Regions from separate parts of the Ovis canadensis genome. Here region 1 is linked to region 2. Evidence: chromatin contacts called from public Hi-C data. All regions are on one chromosome and are shown on one strand. The core of a region is the stretch at or near the end of the contact, and the rest is flanking DNA. Distances in the headings are between cores, read along the strand shown. Region 1 holds the start of STK10 (serine/threonine kinase 10). Region 2 overlaps STK10 (serine/threonine kinase 10).

Evidence for each region. A called contact is a pair of places that touch in the nucleus more often than the background predicts.
Region 1: a Hi-C map of fibroblasts shows a contact between it and region 2, with 2.8 times the contacts expected there. The contact joins the promoter of STK10 here to the enhancer-like site in region 2. A contact is called at or near these places in 2 of 2 Hi-C or Micro-C datasets (fibroblasts and lung).

What each region holds. Positions count from the first base shown.
Region 1 is chr16:17,001,189-17,004,877 of ARS-UI_OviCan_v2, reverse strand. STK10 (serine/threonine kinase 10) reads left to right here and starts at 1,939. Exons shown (of 21, transcript XR_011249595.1): 1 at 1,939-2,699.
Region 2 is chr16:16,914,680-16,918,287 of ARS-UI_OviCan_v2, reverse strand. All of the region lies in intron 7 of STK10 (serine/threonine kinase 10), which reads left to right. LOC138421689 (a long non-coding RNA gene) reads right to left here. Exons shown (of 3, transcript XR_011249597.1): 2 at 2,771-3,096; 3 at 436-701. Among named protein-coding and RNA genes, the nearest start is that of FBXW11, 79 kb to the right of the region's middle. Within about 2 kb of position 1,732, the one cell type or tissue checked has open chromatin away from gene starts, as enhancers often do. A contact at or near this core is called in fibroblasts, where this site is marked.

The sequences.
Region 1 (3,689 bases), core at 690-3,189, 86 kb before region 2:
TGTCTTGGGGACTATTTTCCTTTCTGTAACTCCTTTTTTGTCTCTGACCAGTCTTGTCTATTCATTATTTCAGAGATATAGCTTGGTTTTGTTAAACCTCTCTGTTTGATTTCTTACAACTTCACTTAAATATAATTTACATATCATAAAGTACACCCATTTCAAGTATACAATTCAGTGGTTTTTACTAAATCTGCCAAATTATTACATCATCACCATAATCCAGTTTTAGAATATTTTCATCACTCCAAAAAGACCCCTCATGCCCATTTCAGTTTAGTCCATCAATCTGCTTTCTGTCCCCATGGATTTGCCTTTTCTAGACATTTCTTATAAATGGAATCATGTAACCTGTGGTCTTTTGTGTCTGGTTTCTTTCACATAACATTTTTGAGTGAAGCTCTCCATTTTTGTTTCTTACTTCATTTTTTTCTGGAGCTTTCACAGAGTCCTGTGGATAACTGGACCTGGGGATAACCTGGGCCTCCAACTCCCAGACCCCTCAGTTCAGTTCAGTTCAGTTCAGTCACTCAGTCGTGTCCGACTCTTTGCGACCCCATGAATCGCAGCACGCCAGGCCTCCCTGTCCATCACCATCTCCCGGAGTTCACTCAGACTCACGTCCATCGAGTCAGTGATGCCATCTAGCCATCTCATCCTCTGTCGTCCCCTTCTTCTCCTGCCCCCAATCCCTCCCAGCATCAGAGTCTTTTCCAATGAGTCAACTCTTTGCATGAGGTGGCCAAAGTACTGGAGTTTCAGCTTTAGCATCATTCCTTCCAAAGAAATCCCAGGGCTGATCTCCTTTAGAATGGACTGGTTGGATCTCCTTGCAGTCCAAGGGACTCTCAAGAGTCTTCTCCAACACCAGAGTTCAAAAGCATCGATTCTTCAGCGCTCAGCCTTCTTCACAGTCCCCTAGGCTGACCTAAGTCAGAGCCCCTTCCTCCCAATGGGAGAGCCTCCCCACTGTCCTCCCAGCTGCTTCACAGAGTTGGTCAGGTGGACTGGAACAGGGAAAGACCGGCCTTCCAGCTTGCTCTGGGAGGCTTATTTGTGGGTGAGAGCCCAGTCTTGTGCTGTGTTTGCTTCTTCTGGTGATTAAGACTTTCTACAGTTGCAACCACTCACTAAGTGGTGGAGACGTTTCAGTCTTTACTCAGGGCACCCTTTATGCAGACCCCTACCAGCAACCGTAGGCTTCTGCAGCTGTCTTTCCAAATTGGTGTTTGCCTGCAGTTCCGGAGTGGTAAAAACACCTCAACATGAATTTTCTCCATAGGGACCGGAACTATTGGATGTGACATTCACTGAGGCTCTATTTACGAGGGAGAGTTACCGTAAGAAGCTTTACACGCTGCCCACCGTTTGGAACCCACTTAGATTTATATATAAGTGTAACTGCCCTAGAGACAGTTAACAGCGGCAAGTAAAAAATGGCCAGAATCGAGAATGATGGTCTTAAGTCAGAAGACTTAATTCTATGTATGTTGTTTAGTCTCCCGGTCGTGTCCAACTCTTTGCAACCCCAAAGACAGCAGCACACCAGGCCTCCCTGTGTAAGGATCTTATTTTTTTTAATTGGGAAATTAAGAATAAGAAAGCTTTTACTTAATATTCAAATATACCTGAAGACCCATCCTGATGCATGTGATGCGTAGGTAGGCAAGGAGCTCTTTCTCCTAGCCCTGTAATCCTGGCCGGTGGGTGGATCTCGGTGGGCAGAGCCCCTGCGAGGCGGGAAGCGAGACGGGGAGCCTGGGTCTCCAGGACTGACCACTGCCGCCAGGACCCGGCATCTCCCGCGCTAGGAGGCAGCACCGCGCCGAGGAAACCGCACCGGCTCAGCCTACAGGATGTGTAGCTGGTGCCTAGCCCTCCCGGCGCCCCCACCTGAAAAGTGGGCGGGGGCAGAGCAGCTTTGCCGGGAAGTTACAGGGCGGATTCAGCGATTAATGTCGGTTCGCCCTCTTGGTCTTTGGACAACAATCAGTGGGCGCTCGCGAAGAGCCAGTTTGGTTCCCCTTTCGCTCTGGCAGAAATATCGGGGGCCACGTGACTCTGGGGGCCTCCCAGCCCCGGGACGCTCTCGCCGAAGCGTCCCCTAAACTATCCAAAGCCTAGTCGGTTGCTTGCGGGCGCGCGGCGCGCGGGGGACTACAGTTTCCAGAGTGCCCTGCGGCGACGGGCGGAGCCGGGGAGCGCCCGTAGCCAATTAGGGGGTCTCCGGGTGTTGCCGGGGAGCGGCAGGTGGAGCCGGGTCCGCGGAACGCCTCCCGAGGCTGGGCGAGGGGCGCGGCGCGAGCGGGGCCGGCACCGGGAGGCGGCCCCGGGACGGGACCGAGCGGGGGCGGGGACTGCGGCTGCCTGCGCGGTTCCGGGTGCTCAGGCCGCGAGCTGCCCCCGGCGCACTTGACCCGGCTCGGGCTGCGGGGAAGGGCCGGGCTGCGGAGAGCCCCCGAGCGCCGCGGCGCCCTCCAGCCCCTCCGCCTCGCGGCCGCGGCAGCCGCGCCACCTCGCCCCCCGGCTCGCGCGCCCCAGCCATGGCTTTCGCCAATTTCCGCCGCATCCTGCGCCTGTCTACCTTCGAGAAGAGAAAGTCCCGCGAATACGAGCATGTCCGCCGGGACCTGGATCCCAACGAGGTGTGGGAGATCGTGGGCGAGCTAGGCGACGGTGCCTTCGGCAAGGTTTACAAGGTGAGGGCGCCGAGAGTGGGGGACTCGGGGCGCGTGGGGCCGCTCCGGAAGGGAGGGGCGCTGGCCTCGGTCAGTCTCGGCCGCGGCTCGGGAGAGCCGGAGGAGCTGCCCGGTCCTGACCGCGGAGTCCCGGGCTCCGGTCCCGGTGACCCTTCTCCTTTGCCGGGGGCGGGGGGTCCCCTCACTCAGCCCGGCTCAGCCCCTGCGCCCCTGACGGCGCGGCGGCTGCCCCCAAGCTTTTTCCGAGCGCTTCCTGTGCGCCCCGCACGGCTCTCGGCGCCGCAGGGGGAGACAAAGGGGCGCTTATAGAACTTTAGCGTCCGAGACTAGGCGTACTTTTTAGGGGAGTCCACCCAGATGCTGTGAGGGTGCCGAGGCGATGGGCACAGAGCAACTGGGCTGCGTCTGGAAGGGCTGGGTCCGATGAAATTAGGGACACACCTGAAGATGAGCCAGAGACGGAGAGACCGGGGGTGGGGTAGGGGGGTTCGGAGTGAGAGGTTAGGCTTGGAAATGGAGGCTGGGGCCGGCAGAGCGGGAGGTTAGGGCCTCTGGAATCCTGCGCTTCGGGTGTCAGATTTGAGTATGTGGATGAGTCACTGCTGGGGAGTCTCCCAGCCTGTAGTCACCTTTCCCCTAGAGGAATAGGAGGCCAGAGAGCTTTTGTGGAGGGGTGGGTGGGGCATAGCTGATTAATTCTAGACACGTTTGCTGTAGGCATTGTGTGGGTCTTAGTCCTGAGAAGAAGTTCTGTGTTTCTGAGTCGTACTGGGGACCCCAAAAAACACTCAGGGCTTGACGGCACCCTTCCCCTATCTCCTTCCTCCTAGGAAACCCTTTACTCAGAGAAACCCACGTGTTCTCCAGGAGGACACCCCCGTCCTGAGCCACCGTCACCTTCCATGGGATTCCTTGAGCTTGTGGACCACTCTGACCCCAGGACTCCCCTTTTAGGAGCTTGAACCCCAGATAGGGCTTCTCTCAGTCCTC
Region 2 (3,608 bases), core at 483-2,982:
AAATCGTCGCTCACAGGGCAGCTTCTCAGTGAGGCCTGCCCCAAGTGTTCTATTTAAAACTGCAAATCACCTGTACCCCTCACACTCCTAATTCTCCTTCCTGTGCCCTACATTTTTTTGGGGGGGGGGTGCTGCATTGGGTCTTAGATGAGGCATGTGGGATCTTGGTTCCCCAGCAAGGAATGGAACCCGTGTCTGCTGCATCAGAAGGCGGCTTCTCAGTCACTGGACCACCGGGGAAGCCCTCCTGCACCGCTGTTAGTTTTTCCATGGCACGTCGCCCTTAGAGAATATGACTTGTTTATCAAGTTTACTGTTGATCATCCTGACCAGCATGTCAGCTCCCTGGGGACAGCAGCTTTTTTTTTTTTTTCCACCAGTGTGCCCTAGTCATCCAGAACAGTGCCTGGTACAGAGAGGGCCTTTGACTAAATATTTGCTAAGTATATTTATTTTTACTTAGTAAACTGTTGTGTAACCTTTTTCCCATGCCAGGTTTGATTCTAAATGTTTAGCGAATGTTAACTAATTTAATCTTCATAACGACTCTGTGAAGTAGGTATTGTTTGGCTGTCCGTCAAACAGATGATAAGAAGCTGAGACACAGGGAGGTCAAGTAGCCTGCACGAGGTCACGCAGCACGTATGTGACAGAGCTGATTTCTGGTCATCTGGTTCCAAACCTGTCCATCTGACCACTCTCTGAATGCATGAAGGAGAGAGAGAAGAGAAGGAAGAAAGTTAGGAGGTGGGGAAAGGATAATGAAGGAGAAATACTGATACCTGAAAACTTGGAAATGTTATTAGGCATTTTTTATTTATTTATTTTTATTTTTATTTTTTTAAAATTTTTATTATTAGGCATTTTTTAAAGCTAGTCTTGGAGTGTGGGATATCCCGGTTGGTGGTTTCTTTTTTTGTTTTCTTTTTTTATTTGGTCACACTGTGTGGCATATGGGATCTTAGTTCCCTGACCAGGCATCTAACCCATGCTGCCTACATTGAAGGCGGAGTCTTAACCCCTGGACCAGGGAAGTTCCTGGCTGATGACTTTTAAGTACACAGAGGAAAACTAGGCTCAATGTTTTGGAAGGCTGACCACGCAGATGGCAGCAGAGATCCTGGCTGGACGCTGGGTGCCAGTCGGTAAGCTCTGTGGCTTCATGGGGCTCGCCTCAGAGACAGCACAGAGCAGCTGTCCTCGTCCTGAGGGAGCAGACTGCTGCGTCCCCTCTGGTCCGGGTCTTTCTTGGGGGCAACTGAGCACCTTTCCAGGGACCCTGTGCCCAGATGAGCCTGTCTCCAGGTGGCACACAGCGTGCTGGCTGCCGGGGAAGGTCCCACGCCTTCCTGTGCTGCACACTGCCTCTCCTTTTAAACACATCCCGGAGGTGACAGAGCTGGGTCAGTGGGTGTCTGTGCTTTGTGTCCCAGAGCAGCTTACAAAGCGGTCTTCTGGGCCTCATCAGACAGGAGGGCCTGCTCTGTCTGCCAGCCTCGCTTGCCCAGGGATTCCAGGAGCTTGGGGTCCAGGGGAGTGGCCCTGCTCGCCTGCCCTTCATCAGAAGCTTTCTTCCCCACAGTTCCCCCTCCACTTCCTAAAGACCCCGGGGTACTCAAGGGAGGCCATGGAGCAGATGTTCAGCTTCAAGAAAGCACAGCTTCTGGCCAAGCTGAAGAACCACTAATTTGGTCAATATGTGATGTGGCTTGATGAAAACCTGGTGTTTCCAGAAGCCTGTGTCTGCATCATTTGTTTCTGCTGCGTCTGCTTCAGCCTCTGGAGTGAAGTGTCCCGTGGCTTCTTGCTCAAGTTCGCATGTGTGAGGTTGTGCAATGTGAAGCTTGGAAACATTTGGGATCTGATTCTCATCCTCAGTTCTAAAGCACTGTGCTCTGTGGGGATGCAGGAGGGAACGGCAATGGCTGGGAGTGCAGACTGGTGCTAACAGGCTTTTCTGATTGCCATCCTTCTGATGGTGGTGATAATGGTGGTGGGGATGGTGATGGTGGTGAAAGTAGTGATGGTGGTGCTGGTGCTGGTGATGAGGATGATGGTAGTGGTGTGATTATGCAGGTGATTTTTTGAGCCATATTTTGAGCTCTTACTACAATGCTTAGAACATCCATACTATTATTCCTAGGGTACAGATGAGCAAACTGAGGCTCAGAGAAGTTGACTTGTCCAAGTTGTTGGAAGCGGGGTTTTACTCCGGGCAGCCTGGTCTCACGCGTAGAGCCCGCAGTGTGCACTGCTATACTCTCCTGCTTCCCTCAGTTCAGTTTGGTCACTCAGTTGTGTCCAACTCTTTGTGACCCCATGAATCGCAGCACGCCAGGCCTCCCTGTCCATCACCAACTCCCGGAGTCCACCCAAACCCATGTCCATTGAGTCAGTGATGCCATCCAACCATCTCATCCTCTGTCATCCCCTTCTCCTCCTGCTCTCAATCTTTCCCAGCATCAGGGTCTTTTAAAATGAGTCAGCTGTTATTAACATCCAACTCAAGACCTTTCAGAGCCGCTTGGCTGCTGGAGTGACACCTCTGAAGGGTGCCTGTTTATAGCACTGCTTTGCTCAGCCTTTGTACTCGCTTATGCTCCTGCCTGGAATTCTCTGTGCCCAGAACTTTCCCTGGTCGGCGGCCCCCCTATATCCCCTCAGGTCTCAACTTGAGTGTCCCCTCCCAAGGGGGCCCCTGTGACCTAAACAGACTCCACCCCCCCAGCACCCCAGGCCCACGCTCCTCCAGCCTCTGCTCTCCTCTTACCTGACCTGAGAAGTGTTCTTGCCATCTGGTGGCATGCCCCTCGTCTTTCCCAAGGCCAGGGACCTTGCCTGTCTGCTTGTTTGGCCTCATTTCAGCACCTGCCACGTTGCTGGCCTCAACATGGGACCGAGGCGTGAATCGCCGAATGAAGAGGGGTGTGGGAGAGAAGGATGAGAAATTAAATTCTTCATGCCTTTCAAAGTTGGTGCTGACTAGAGGAAGTGCAGCTGGCTTAGGGTGGTCTGAGCGACAGAGCTCTCTAAAGGAGTGAGCCACGTTGGTTTCCGGGACGCAGCGTCAGGTGCCCAGTTGAACAGGTATTGCTCCTGGCCGTTCACAAATGAACCGAACAGATAAAAACGAATGAGCAGATAAGAATGATCTGTAGCAGCCCTATCTGTTGTGAATGTGTTTTCAGGGTGCTACAAAATTTATTCTCTTTAGTCATTTAGATACTACCCTACAATCCTGTTGACACTGTTCCTCTACTGATAAAGTTTCTGACAGTAAAAACAGTGAATTTCACTGGAGCCTTCCTGCAAATTTCAAATGAGCACATTCCAACTTGATGACCACCCCTAACATGCCTCTCTTTTTTAAAAAAAATTATTTATTGTTATTTATTTGGCTGCGCCGGGCCTTTAGTTGTGTTATGTGGGACCTAGTTCCCTGACCAGGGGTCGAACCTGGGCCCCCTGCTTTGGGAGCTCAGAGACTTAGCCATGGGCCACAGGGAGCCACTGTGCCTTTCTAAGCGGCCCTGGGTGAGTGTGGGAGATTGAGGAATCCCGCGTCCCTTTCCACTCCCTGATGCAGGGCAGACTTGCAGTAGGCCTTA